Linked DNA regions of Mus musculus: all the other regions are linked to region 3. The links are chromatin contacts, called in public promoter capture Hi-C maps. All regions are on one chromosome and are shown on one strand. Each heading gives the region's core, a stretch centred on a gene start, on an enhancer-like site or on the middle of the called end of the contact. The rest is flanking DNA. Distances are from core to core; before and after follow the strand shown. Region 1 overlaps Cacna1c (calcium channel, voltage-dependent, L type, alpha 1C subunit). Region 2 overlaps Cacna1c (calcium channel, voltage-dependent, L type, alpha 1C subunit). Region 3 overlaps Cacna1c (calcium channel, voltage-dependent, L type, alpha 1C subunit).

What was found. Capture Hi-C pulls out chosen DNA fragments and counts their contacts.
Region 1: a contact with region 3 is called in a promoter capture Hi-C map of pancreatic islet. The contact joins two enhancer-like sites. A contact is called at or near these places in 1 of 484 Hi-C or Micro-C datasets (nephron progenitors) and 1 of 9 other capture datasets (pancreatic islet).
Region 2: a promoter capture Hi-C map of pancreatic islet shows a contact between it and region 3. The contact joins two enhancer-like sites. A contact is called at or near these places in 1 of 484 Hi-C or Micro-C datasets (nephron progenitors), 1 of 115 datasets of contacts at active chromatin or transcription factors (astrocytes) and 1 of 9 other capture datasets (pancreatic islet).

What each region holds. Positions count from the first base shown.
Region 1 is chr6:118,895,646-118,898,991 of GRCm38.p6, reverse strand. The region is part of intron 3 of Cacna1c (calcium channel, voltage-dependent, L type, alpha 1C subunit); the gene reads left to right. Among named protein-coding and RNA genes, the nearest start is that of 4931430N09Rik, 17 kb to the right of the region's middle. Within about 2 kb of position 1,716, at least 6 of the 459 cell types and tissues checked have an H3K27ac peak or open chromatin away from gene starts, as enhancers often do. A contact at or near this core is called in pancreatic islet, where this site is marked.
Region 2 is chr6:118,948,744-118,952,351 of GRCm38.p6, reverse strand. All of the region lies in intron 3 of Cacna1c (calcium channel, voltage-dependent, L type, alpha 1C subunit), which reads left to right. Among named protein-coding and RNA genes, the nearest start is that of Gm50599, 64 kb to the left of the region's middle. Within about 2 kb of position 1,906, at least 14 of the 459 cell types and tissues checked have an H3K27ac peak or open chromatin away from gene starts, as enhancers often do. A contact at or near this core is called in pancreatic islet, where this site is marked.
Region 3 is chr6:119,078,173-119,081,826 of GRCm38.p6, reverse strand. All of the region lies in intron 1 of Cacna1c (calcium channel, voltage-dependent, L type, alpha 1C subunit), which reads left to right. Among named protein-coding and RNA genes, the nearest start is that of Cacna1c, 28 kb to the left of the region's middle. Within about 2 kb of position 2,001, at least 20 of the 459 cell types and tissues checked have an H3K27ac peak or open chromatin away from gene starts, as enhancers often do. A contact at or near this core is called in pancreatic islet, where this site is marked.

The DNA.
Region 1 (3,346 bases), core at 467-2,966, 180 kb after region 3:
CATGGAAGTCACTAGAACAAGAGCATGGGAACTGGCTAAGACAGATGGCAGAGCTCTTTACATGCTACGGAGCAAGAAGGGCACTGAATAGAACTCACACTTCTAGGAAAGCCGGCATAGCTCAGAAGACAGCTCAGAAAGCATCCCTACTCAACACCCTGGCTTCCGGAACCGCTTAACTCTGGTTTGCCCCAATAATGTGTGCCTGACCTGTGCTCCAGTCTGAGGGGACTCAAAGCATGGCAAGGCTCAGGGACACTGACTGGCCGGCTCCTCAGATCTGTGCAGGTGCACTACCAGGTGATCAGTAGGGCACAGCTGCTGTTCTGCCCCCTCTAAGTAGACCACTTCTCAGACATTCTTTTCACTCTTTGATTTGCTCCCTCTCTGCATTTGATTTGATTTTTGATTTTCTTACGTGCTTATGTGAAGGATTGCCACCTATATGTCGGCGCCCACAGAGGCCAGAGGACGAGGTTGAATAACCTGGAGCTAAACAGTTGTGAGCCACCAGATGAGGGTCCTGGGTATCAAACTCTTGACTGCTGAGCCATCTCTCCAGACCCCCGTGCATTTTAATTTGATTGGGGGGTGTCTACAAGTGTTAGATCATAGGGACTGTGTTGGGGTGAGGCAGGCCATGCAGGCCCTGAGAAGAAACACGGTCAGAGTGCCTAAGAGGAGGGACCCCTCGAGCATTTCCCAGGAGGTACAAGTTACTTCCTCCCAAAAGCTGAGGGAACTCTCATGAATTATTCTGGTCTTGACCCCAGCTCCTCCTCCTGTGGTGAGCAAGTCCCTGGACCTATGGGTTTTGCTGGAAGCTGGCCTCTTTATTCCCATGGCTTTCATTTTCCTTTTCAGGGGACCTCTCCAATTCTACTTCTACCTGGCCCCCTATTCAGGCCGCAGGATGTCCCTTGCCAGAGGACAAGTCACTTTGTTACTGATCTTTGGGTGCTGGGTTCCAAACTCTCCAGTGGTTTAATGCTAGAGATCAGTTCTGCTGCATCTGATGCTAATGTAGGCTTGCTTTGCCCCCCACTTGTTTGTTGAATTAATATATGCATATATATGTACACACATATATATATGTGTGTGTGTGTGTGTGTATGCATATATATGGATTATGTTTTAGTGAAAAAGAAAAGCTAAAGTAGCAACCCAAATCTTAACTCTTCATCTGTCAAGCATCTATGTATGGCTTGCAGGCTGAGAAAGGCACACAAATCATTAAATAACAATTATCATAATTAGCAGGGCGAGCCTATGACTAATCACCCTTGTGCCCAGAGCTTCCCGTTTACCTTGCCAGTGGATTAATGGATATTGTGAGGCTATATAGGAAGATGATGATGTCTCATCTCTGTAGACTTCTTCACTCCAAGACCATGTTCTTTCTCAGAAAAGGTGTCACGATTGCATTCTCTGAGGCTTACCAGTTCTTGTTCCTCAGTCACCCTCCACCTAGGATTCAAGCAAAGCACTGCAGCTACCAGCAGTTCAGGGGCAGCCACAGTCAGGAGCACGGGCCAAGGCTTCTGGGGTCAGCAGGAGGCAGGCACTGGTGCGCCTAGAAACCAGAGCGCATCTTTCCCCTGCCTGCTTCCTGCTCTTACAAAGCATGAGAGCCTGCCCTGCCAGCTCCCCTGTAGCCCTCACCTTATTAAGGGCTTCAAGGGCAGGAACGCTGTGGCAGCAGGTGGTTTAAGGTCATGGATGGCTGGGGTGATAGCCAATGAGCACTATTTACAGTTGCTATGATACTAGGATGAAGGAGGGGTTCTGTCCTCTTTCTTTAGCTGCAGGGCGACCAGCCACTCAGATTCTGCTGGGACTGTAAGTGACACCTGCAGCTATGACAGTCTCCCTATCTAGCAACAGCTACAGCCTCTTGGATCCTCTCTGTCCATTTAAGAGTCTCTCTCTGCCTAACACAGGTACTATGGAAGGAAGAGACACTATGTAAATCTTGGACCCACATGTTCATCAGCTATGGGTGGTCTCTGCTGTCTGCCTTCAGCTAAGGCAGTATTAGTTTTGCAGCCCTTCCTAGAAAGTTGCATTAGGCAGGACCAACTTATCATCTGTACAGTGGAGAGTTGGAACTTCTTATAAAACTGAGGGGTTGGTGAAAGGCATTAATGGCCAGCGGTACACTGACCTGGGTTAACCAGTTAACCAGTCCCGACAATGCGATAACTGATGATCACCAACTGTGGGTCCCATGTGAACACTTGTATGTTCTGAGAAGAGAGCAGGGTTCACACGGAATGTTGTGGGGGAGGGGGAGTAGGTGGAAGAATTGTAATAGATTAGTAATCAAATAGGAAAATTTGAGGTAGCATTATGTGCTATGAGGAAAGAGAAATAATGTGGAATTAGAGTCAAGGGCTCCTTGGCAAAGTGACATTTCATCTGAGACATGAATAGAGTTGAGGAACCAGATCTATAAAGATCCAGAGGCAGGGTTCCCTGGATAGGAAACAGTTCACACAGAGGCCCTATGCCAGGGGTGGATAGAATATGCTAAGTTATAGGAGCTGGCTCTCTCGCAAAAGAAAAGAACAGGTCTATATATGTCCTGAAATGATCAAGTGAGTGGTACCTCTGTGCCTCACCGCAAGTGAGGGCTGAACTCACAGAGGACCCCTACATTGGCCAGATCAATCCCAATGTAGGACTTATTTTCCCCTTAGCAGACAAAGCTAACTTATTTATAGGATGCTATTAAGAAATTCATTTGAAGGATTAGAAAATAGCTTGGTGATAAAAGTGCTTACACTCTTCTAGAGGACCTGAGTTTGGTTCCTAGGACCTAATATTGGATAGCTCATAATTGCCTGGGACTCTAGCTCCAAGGGATCTGAAACCCTTTCCTAGACTCTGTGAGGACCCACACACACATGGCACACATATATACTTATAAATACATATTTTAAAAGAATCAATCCAATATGTTCTTCTGGGTTGATGGCCTTACCCTTCACCCGTGTGTGCAAAGTTCAGTCTTGCAAGTTATCCACCATGCTGATGCACCTGTTCTGATAATGAACCAGGGGTAGTTCCTGAGACCCTGGGATGGGACACTTGCCTTCAAGGTGGATTCTTGGGTGTGACACAGGGATTAAGGTGTGTTTTTGTTGTTGTTATTATTTTTGTTGTTTGTTTGGTAACTGAAATCATAATCATTTTCTTGATATTAAGGTAAAGAATGACTGGTGCCTGGGTGGGGAACCAACTCTAGGGCCTGTGTATCCTTTTCCCCCACCTTGTGAAGTTCCTGGTAGCCAGAACAGTCATCAAGCCCCAGATATGTGTGGAGCCAAAGAGTAGGAATGACTTC
Region 2 (3,608 bases), core at 657-3,156, 130 kb after region 3:
TGAAAAGGTGATCTGTCAAGAATTAAATTTCTTTCAAACACTGCTTTGTTACTCTTACGGATTATATCCATCAACAGTGAAAGCTAAACTGCTGAATCATATATATATATATACACATATATATACGCATATATACACATATATATTTGTGTATATATATATATATATATATATATATATATATATATATATAATTTGCTGCTTAAGAATCAATACTAACAGAACCCTTAGGATTCAGAAGTGGCCCAGATGATAATTCTTCAGAGAAGCTGGAAGCTGTCATTGTGTTGCTTGGTGGCCTGGTCCACTGACTCAGACGTGGTTTTCTTCCTCATGGGAATTACAAGAATGGAGAAGAAGAAATTCTCTCGCTTGGAATGAAAAAAGAGAGTACTACTAAGTGATGGGGAAGGGTCAGATATAGACAAAAGGACATGAGTGACTCAAGATGCTGTACGGCTATTTTTTAAAAATATTGGTCACAATGTGGTGTGTGTGTGTGTGTGTGTGTGTGTGTGTGAATGTGTGTTAGATAAGTGAATAAAAATGTAATTTAAAAAGCATAAAATCCTGAGCAAAGTTCCATGACATCATAATAGCCATTCTAACTGTATAAAAACGCACTGAGATGCCTGAAATTTGGGGCAGGCTGCCTTCAGCCAGCTGTGTGATGTTTTTGTTTGTGAGTTGATTAGAATAAAGTGGCTTAAAAAACTCAGCAACCTGAGCACTCCTGCAGAGGGGAGAATAGGACAGGATCGCTGGTTCTATCTTCTAATGAAGCCCTTGGGTGTAGAAAAGTGCTTGTCACTTTCCTGGGGTAGGCAGAAGCTAAACCAAAGCCATCCACGTGGCTCAGAATTAGTGACAGACCTGTTTTGGAAGTGCCATGGACAGCCTAGATCGCGATGGCAAGTCCCACACAGCAAGAACAGCTGCTGTACAAAGCAATGCTTTCTTTAAAGCTCTGTGAACAGCATCCAAGCTGGGCCCACTGTCCACCAGGTGCCTCACACCAGACTCGCTAAATGGCTGATGTGATAGATATTGGCCAAAGCACACGGTAACTTCTTTACCCTTTCCTGCTCCGTACCATGGTGCAGTGGGCCTTGCATGTTTGGCCGCCCACTTGCTCCTCTCCACCCAGTTTGTCCTCTTTTCTGCTTTGCCCTTTGCCAATACCACTCAGGCGCTTCAGTTTCTCACTTTCCCAGCCCGCCATCTTCCCATGTTTTGATCAATATGGAGTTCCTCCTGATGAACACGGTTGCGTTTTAATGGTGTGTTGTGGATATGTGTCTCAGTCCTCGGAACACCTCCAGTGTTTCTGAAACAATGCTCTAAAGGGAGGTAGAGTGTGCATGGTCAGCCTGTGCTGTGTCCCTTAGAACAGTGGGACGCAATGTCAGCGGGGAGGGTGGCATTGTTCTCAAAGGCTCCCGGCAGCTTTGTTTCTGACTTGATTTGTTCTCGAAGATTGCCTCCTCACATGGGAAGGAGCAGAGGTGCAGAGTGAAGACAGCGTTTGCCACGGGCTCCCTGGGCCTCAGGGTGGGCAAACAGGCTCCATGTTCTTACTCATTGTGCTGTTTCACCCTCAGAATAATTCATTACTCCCATTTTTAAATATGAAGGAACAGAGGCTAGCAGTAAAGCAGACTTGCTCAAAGTCTTAGGAAAGAGCTAAGGTTAAGGCTGCCACCGGGTCCACATCTTCCCGTTATTCCATGTCAGTTGTTTGTTTGTTGTTGTTTTTTGCCCTGCTTCTCGCCCTTACCCGCCACCCACACGCTGACTCCAGAGAACAGGTGAACAGCAGAGAGCGCGCATGTGAAGGGGATAGATATACGTGATCCATCATCAAACATGGACAGCCTAGGAAAGTAGGTCAGAGGCAGGACAGGCTCCACAGCATCTGCTCGAGTTCTGAGCGGCCCCGTGACTGGAGAAGATGAATGAGTGGGGATGTGGGGCGGCTCTGCTGTTGGAGTGTTGCTGCCTGGGCTACAGATCACAGTGGCCCGCTGGCCTCCTATGGTGAGCTCTACTTTGCGACTTCCAGACTTCCAGTGGCTCTTCCTGTTTGTCCTCGTGACTGGAGACACAGTATGGATAAGACCTGGGTCACAGGCTATGAGGCCACAGACCCTATGCCTGGTTCTGCTGCAAGCCTCAGTTTCCTCGTCTGTAAATGAGAGCAATAAATGGCCTGCCCAAGCCACTTGCCTGGCTTGCAGAATGGTTTTATGCCAGCATGAAAGGTTTCTATGTAGTAGGACCGAGAAGCACTGCTGTTGTTTATTTTAGATAGAGGAGGTGAACTGACTTGACAAGGTCACATAGCTTGTAAGTGGTAGGGCTAACCCTGGCGTTTGGGTATTTTGTCTGGAAGGTTTCCTGTTTTGTTTTAGAATAGTATGGACAGAGGCCTCTTGTTTTGGATTAGCTTTTAGTGCTTTGTAGGCCCTTGGACAGTAAGGATTACTTGTACACAGCTATGGGTAACTAGTAATAGGCCATAGATTTGCTTATAGGAACTAAAGCTATGGTTATCTGATGTGATGGTCTTACATTTCTAGCCAGATAGTGAGTGTCTGGAGGCAGGGACACGCTACAAGGCAGGTGTCATGAGATGCTAGATAAGCAATTACTGACACGTTGAATCAAAGGAGGGCTCTGCCACCTCAGAGATAACCTTTCCCATTCTCAAGGAAAGCTATTCATTTCCTTCTCTGTCTGTCTCTGTCTCCCCCCCCCCCCCCCACCGTGGTGTGTGTGTGTGTGTGTGTGTGTGTGTGTGTGTGTGATGTGTGTATTTTTTCATGAGAAGCATCACCATCTCATATGACCTAAGAAGGCTCTAGTCAAAGGTCTGCTGCAACAGACAGACACTTCCTTTAGGCTCTGTTTACATTACACAACCCCGTGATGTTCCCTTTCTGGCTTCTGAATGCTTCTTTGCAATACATTCAAGGAGGACTCTGTCCCATGCTCAGCTCCTCACTAATTAAGGAGAGGGATGGATACATAAAGAGCCAGCACCATAATGCCGGGAATCCTGTGTAGCCTTTCAAGGAGAAATTTCCTTGGGGAGGACCAGTGGCCCAAGGGAACACCTCTGTTCATGGTGAAGGCAGGCGCCGCACCATTCCCATCCACGACATCAGTTTCTCAGGTGAGCGGCTCACAAGTGACATAGATGGTTAGCCCAGAGTGTCCCAGGAGCCAACAGATGCTACATGCTGCCAAGTGACGCCCAAGCCAAATAAGAAATGACACATGCAAGGTCATGATTTCCATTAGGGGACAGAAGTGGACTTTCCTCTTCTCTGAAGATGAGGTAGTCCAGCTAACCTCAGAGCAGTACAGAGATGCTCCCAAAGGCTTAGTGGGAATAACCTCTGGAAGAGAGCAGAGTTTGATTAGACACAGGAAGCAAAGTGAACCACACCCTTGGCTGTATCCTCCTTTACAACCAAGGTACAATTGTGGCTCTGACGTTTAACCAAGTCTCTGGAACTTGAACAAGTGACAGCAACCCTACGTCTTGGTTTCTCCATTGGTGAAGTGAGCACTGTGATAATACCATAGGCCTTTGGGCTGTTGGG
Region 3 (3,654 bases), core at 752-3,251:
GCAGTTCTCAGGACGTGACTGAACTTGTACTTCGCAGGAAGCTTATGATAAAAATTCAACACAAGTCTATGTGTGATGTCAATGAACGAATAAAGAGAATTCAGTGTATGCATATTACTGTGGGCTGGCTTACGTCTCTTCGAATTCCTGTGCAGGAACCCTAGTCTGCATTTGGCGATGAGGCCTTGGGCAGGTTATTAGGTTTGTATCGGAGGAGGCCTTAGATTTAGGTTTGTCTTCACTGTCAACTTGACTGGATTTCGAATCACCTAGGAGAAATGTACTTAAGGGAGGACCTGCCTTGAACAGGGACTAGTGGGCTGGAGTCTCAGGGTGACTAAAAAGGGAAATTGGAGAAAGAGCCGATGGGTGGCTTAGGCTCTTAGGATAAAACTGTTGTTCTTATAAGAGGCACCACATAGCCAAACTCAGTGGATCGAAGAACAGAACAAAGAGGTCTGTGGGGAAGGGGACAAGTAGGTAGGGGTAGCAGGGAGCTGGAGGAAGGCGGGGAGCAGAGTGGTTGGTATACACATGTACATGTGTGACATTATCTGAGAGCACGTTTAGTAGACGTGAGAAACAAACAAAAAACCAAAAATGAGAAGATTTTTAAAAAGGAACCCCCCCCCCCCCCGTTTCTAGAACTGAACATGTTTCAGTAAATAACTTAATGGCTGGGTTAAACATCGCAGAAGATGAAATCAGTGTATTAGAAGGTAGATCCAAGGAAATTGCCCAGAACAAACAGCAAAGAGATAAATGGTGCACTTATGGGAAAGCAACTGAGAGAGTTTAAGGAAAGAAGGCGAAGATTCATTGCCTCTTTCCAAAGACTCCTGCGCAGTATTGGGAGTGATGTAAAGGCATTGCTGTAAATGCCAGTGCCAAAAGTATTTCAAAATTTAGGAAAGGTACCAATTTCTAGATTGTAAGAGTGCACTGAATATGGAGGGCATGATTAGCAGTATACCTACCAGTGTGGAAAACAACTCGGACACTAAAAGGAGGTCATAATAAAATAGGTGGATTCTCTCCCCACAGACAACAACCCTTTCCCAGCATAGCAGGGGCCGTAGAACAGGACATATATTAAAGTGTTCAAGCGAGTTTCAAACTTGAGTTCTGAGCTCAGCTGGGCTCTCCTTTATGAGTCAGGATGAAAAGACACTTTTTACATAAAGAACAAATGCAGGACATTCACTCCCAGCTGATGCTTGTTGAAAGAGCTACCAAGGGACGTGCTTTGTAGAGATGCCTTAATCTCATTTTAAAGAATGGGATTCGGAGTGTTTTAAATATGAACGACAAGGTGGATGACGTGAGATGGGCTGGGTAGATCAGAATTGAATGTATCCCAAGGTCTTGGTATTTTCCAGAGGGAGAATATCTCATAATTTAAAAAAAAAAGGGAATCTAGACTCTGACCTTTGGGCACTGTCATTACCAGTTGAGTAACAACTGACATGCACTGAGTTCTTACCGTGTGCAGTGTGTCTCACTGATGTTAGCTTACCTGGTCTCTCAGTGACCACATAGAAAAGGCAATGCCTTTCCTTTGAGAGGTGAGAAGCAGGGCATATTTGCCTTTCTACCTCATGCTCAAAATAATGGCCAGCAATGAGATGTGGCTTTTAAATGTGGGTGGACCAAGTTGAGCCGAGTTTCAAATCCAATGCATCCTGTGTTGGTTGAATGATGATGTGGTGGGCGTGTTCTGATTCCAGCTAGTGTACCGTCAGAACCCCTGATGTGCTCTCTGCAGGGCCCTGCTCTTCACTGATCCTTTCTCTGGGCAAATGCCTTTCTGAAAAAGTCCGATACTGGCCTTTTATACTCCTGTACGTGGAATGCCGCAGTTCTCCCCTCAAATTCTTGGGAGTGTGGAACTTGTCGTATTCAGAACCAACGCTGTGTTTTTCCATGTGTTCCGTGGACCAGCTGGGTCTCCTCAATCTTTGTTTTGATTTGAACAAGCCTGGGCTTGCTGTCTCCTGAGTTTCTGTGTGGTACTCAGACAACATCTCCAGCATGGTGTTGCTAGGAAATGCAGTAATGATCATGATGCTGGATCAGCCTCTCTTGCCGCCCATACACACCTGCCTCTGCCATCTGCTAAGGATGCTTCTGGCACCTTGACCCTGCCATGCAGAGATGCTCTGCTGTGCTTTGGCCTGTGAATATTAGTTTGGCCGAGAAATTATCAGTGACATAGATCCAGTGCTGGGTGTTCGTTACTAAGCGCTTTGGACCCTGATCTAGTCACACTCTGGAAAAGAGGTACCAATAGCATTCAAGTCTACTTTATACCCTAGATATGTACATTATCTGTAAGTACACACATGTACACTTAAGTGTGTATGTTCTCATACATGTATATACTGAATTGATTGGTTAAGTCTGTGAAAATAGTTTTTGCTGTTTCTTGCCCCCCTCCCCTGGATTTGTTTAATCATGTACTGTTTGTTTTTCTGAACAACCAGTTAGTTTTAGGCTGAAAAAGTTCCTCCGTGGCCCCAGGTAACCCGGTTCAAATGCAGAAGGGAAGGAAAGTGCCTGTTCCTAAGTGCCTGTTCCTGGTTTCCCGCGTCATCATTCCTCTGAGGAGGGTTTTTTTTCTGTGCATTTGGGCAGACCTAAGACCAAATTCATAACAGCCAGCGGGGCTCCTGATCTCACTCACCAGCACTAGCAGGTCTGGGGACAGATGGTGAGGTAAAGGCAAACAAAGGCTCTTGGCTTGCTGCTAACGGAAGCCGTGGGCATCTCCAATCTCTGCTTTCCCCACAAAGGCCCTGTCTGCAAATTCCAGCATTGCTATAGCAGCCCGTGCTGTGGAGGCCTGTGTGTTTGGTTCTGTGTCTAACACAGACCTTTCTGACTTCCCGGAGGTATAGTGGAGGATCCGGTTGTACCTTTCCTGGGAGACACTGAGGTGAATGGAAGCAGTGGTCATCCAGCAGTGGAAAGCTGGGTCTGTGTTTTTACCCAACCAACCCTCTCCGGTCAGCTTTGGTAAGGGCGTGGTTCCTTGGCTTCTCCAGTTGAAATTGATGGTATTTACTATTTTATTGTGAAGGGAACTTAGTGAGAGTATGCAGGAGACAGGCTTTGTAAACCCCAAAACAATATAGACACAGGCATTGTTTCTCCCAGTCCTCAGAGAGTGGATTGTGGGAAGCTAATGCCCTTACTGGGCCATGTTTCAGTGCCAGGAACAGCCAAAGATGTCAATAACTGTCCATTAATGATGGGGCAGAGAAGTTGTCTGACTCCATGGAAGCCAGGGTTTTATAAATTAAGTGAGCACGCTCATTTGCCATTCATAGGGCAAATATTTATTGAGTGTCTACTAAATGCTGGACCCTGGGACTACAGCATTGAGTAAGATGGGTGGGGCTGTGATTAGTGTCTCCTGTAGCTTCCAGCGCTGGAAGCCATAGGTAGTTTTTATAGAGTTCAATTTGTTCGGTGTTGGTGGTTTCTCTGCCTCTTTGGTGATAAGATGCCTGTTCTGGGGCAATGAGAATGACATCTGAGAACTTTATAGGGCAAGTGGGAAGATGTGTTACTGGCCTTTGGAATACGGAAGGTGAGGAGTTTCTGATCTATCCTAGGCTCCTTCCTCACGTCGCCTGGATTTTGGCTTGGCCT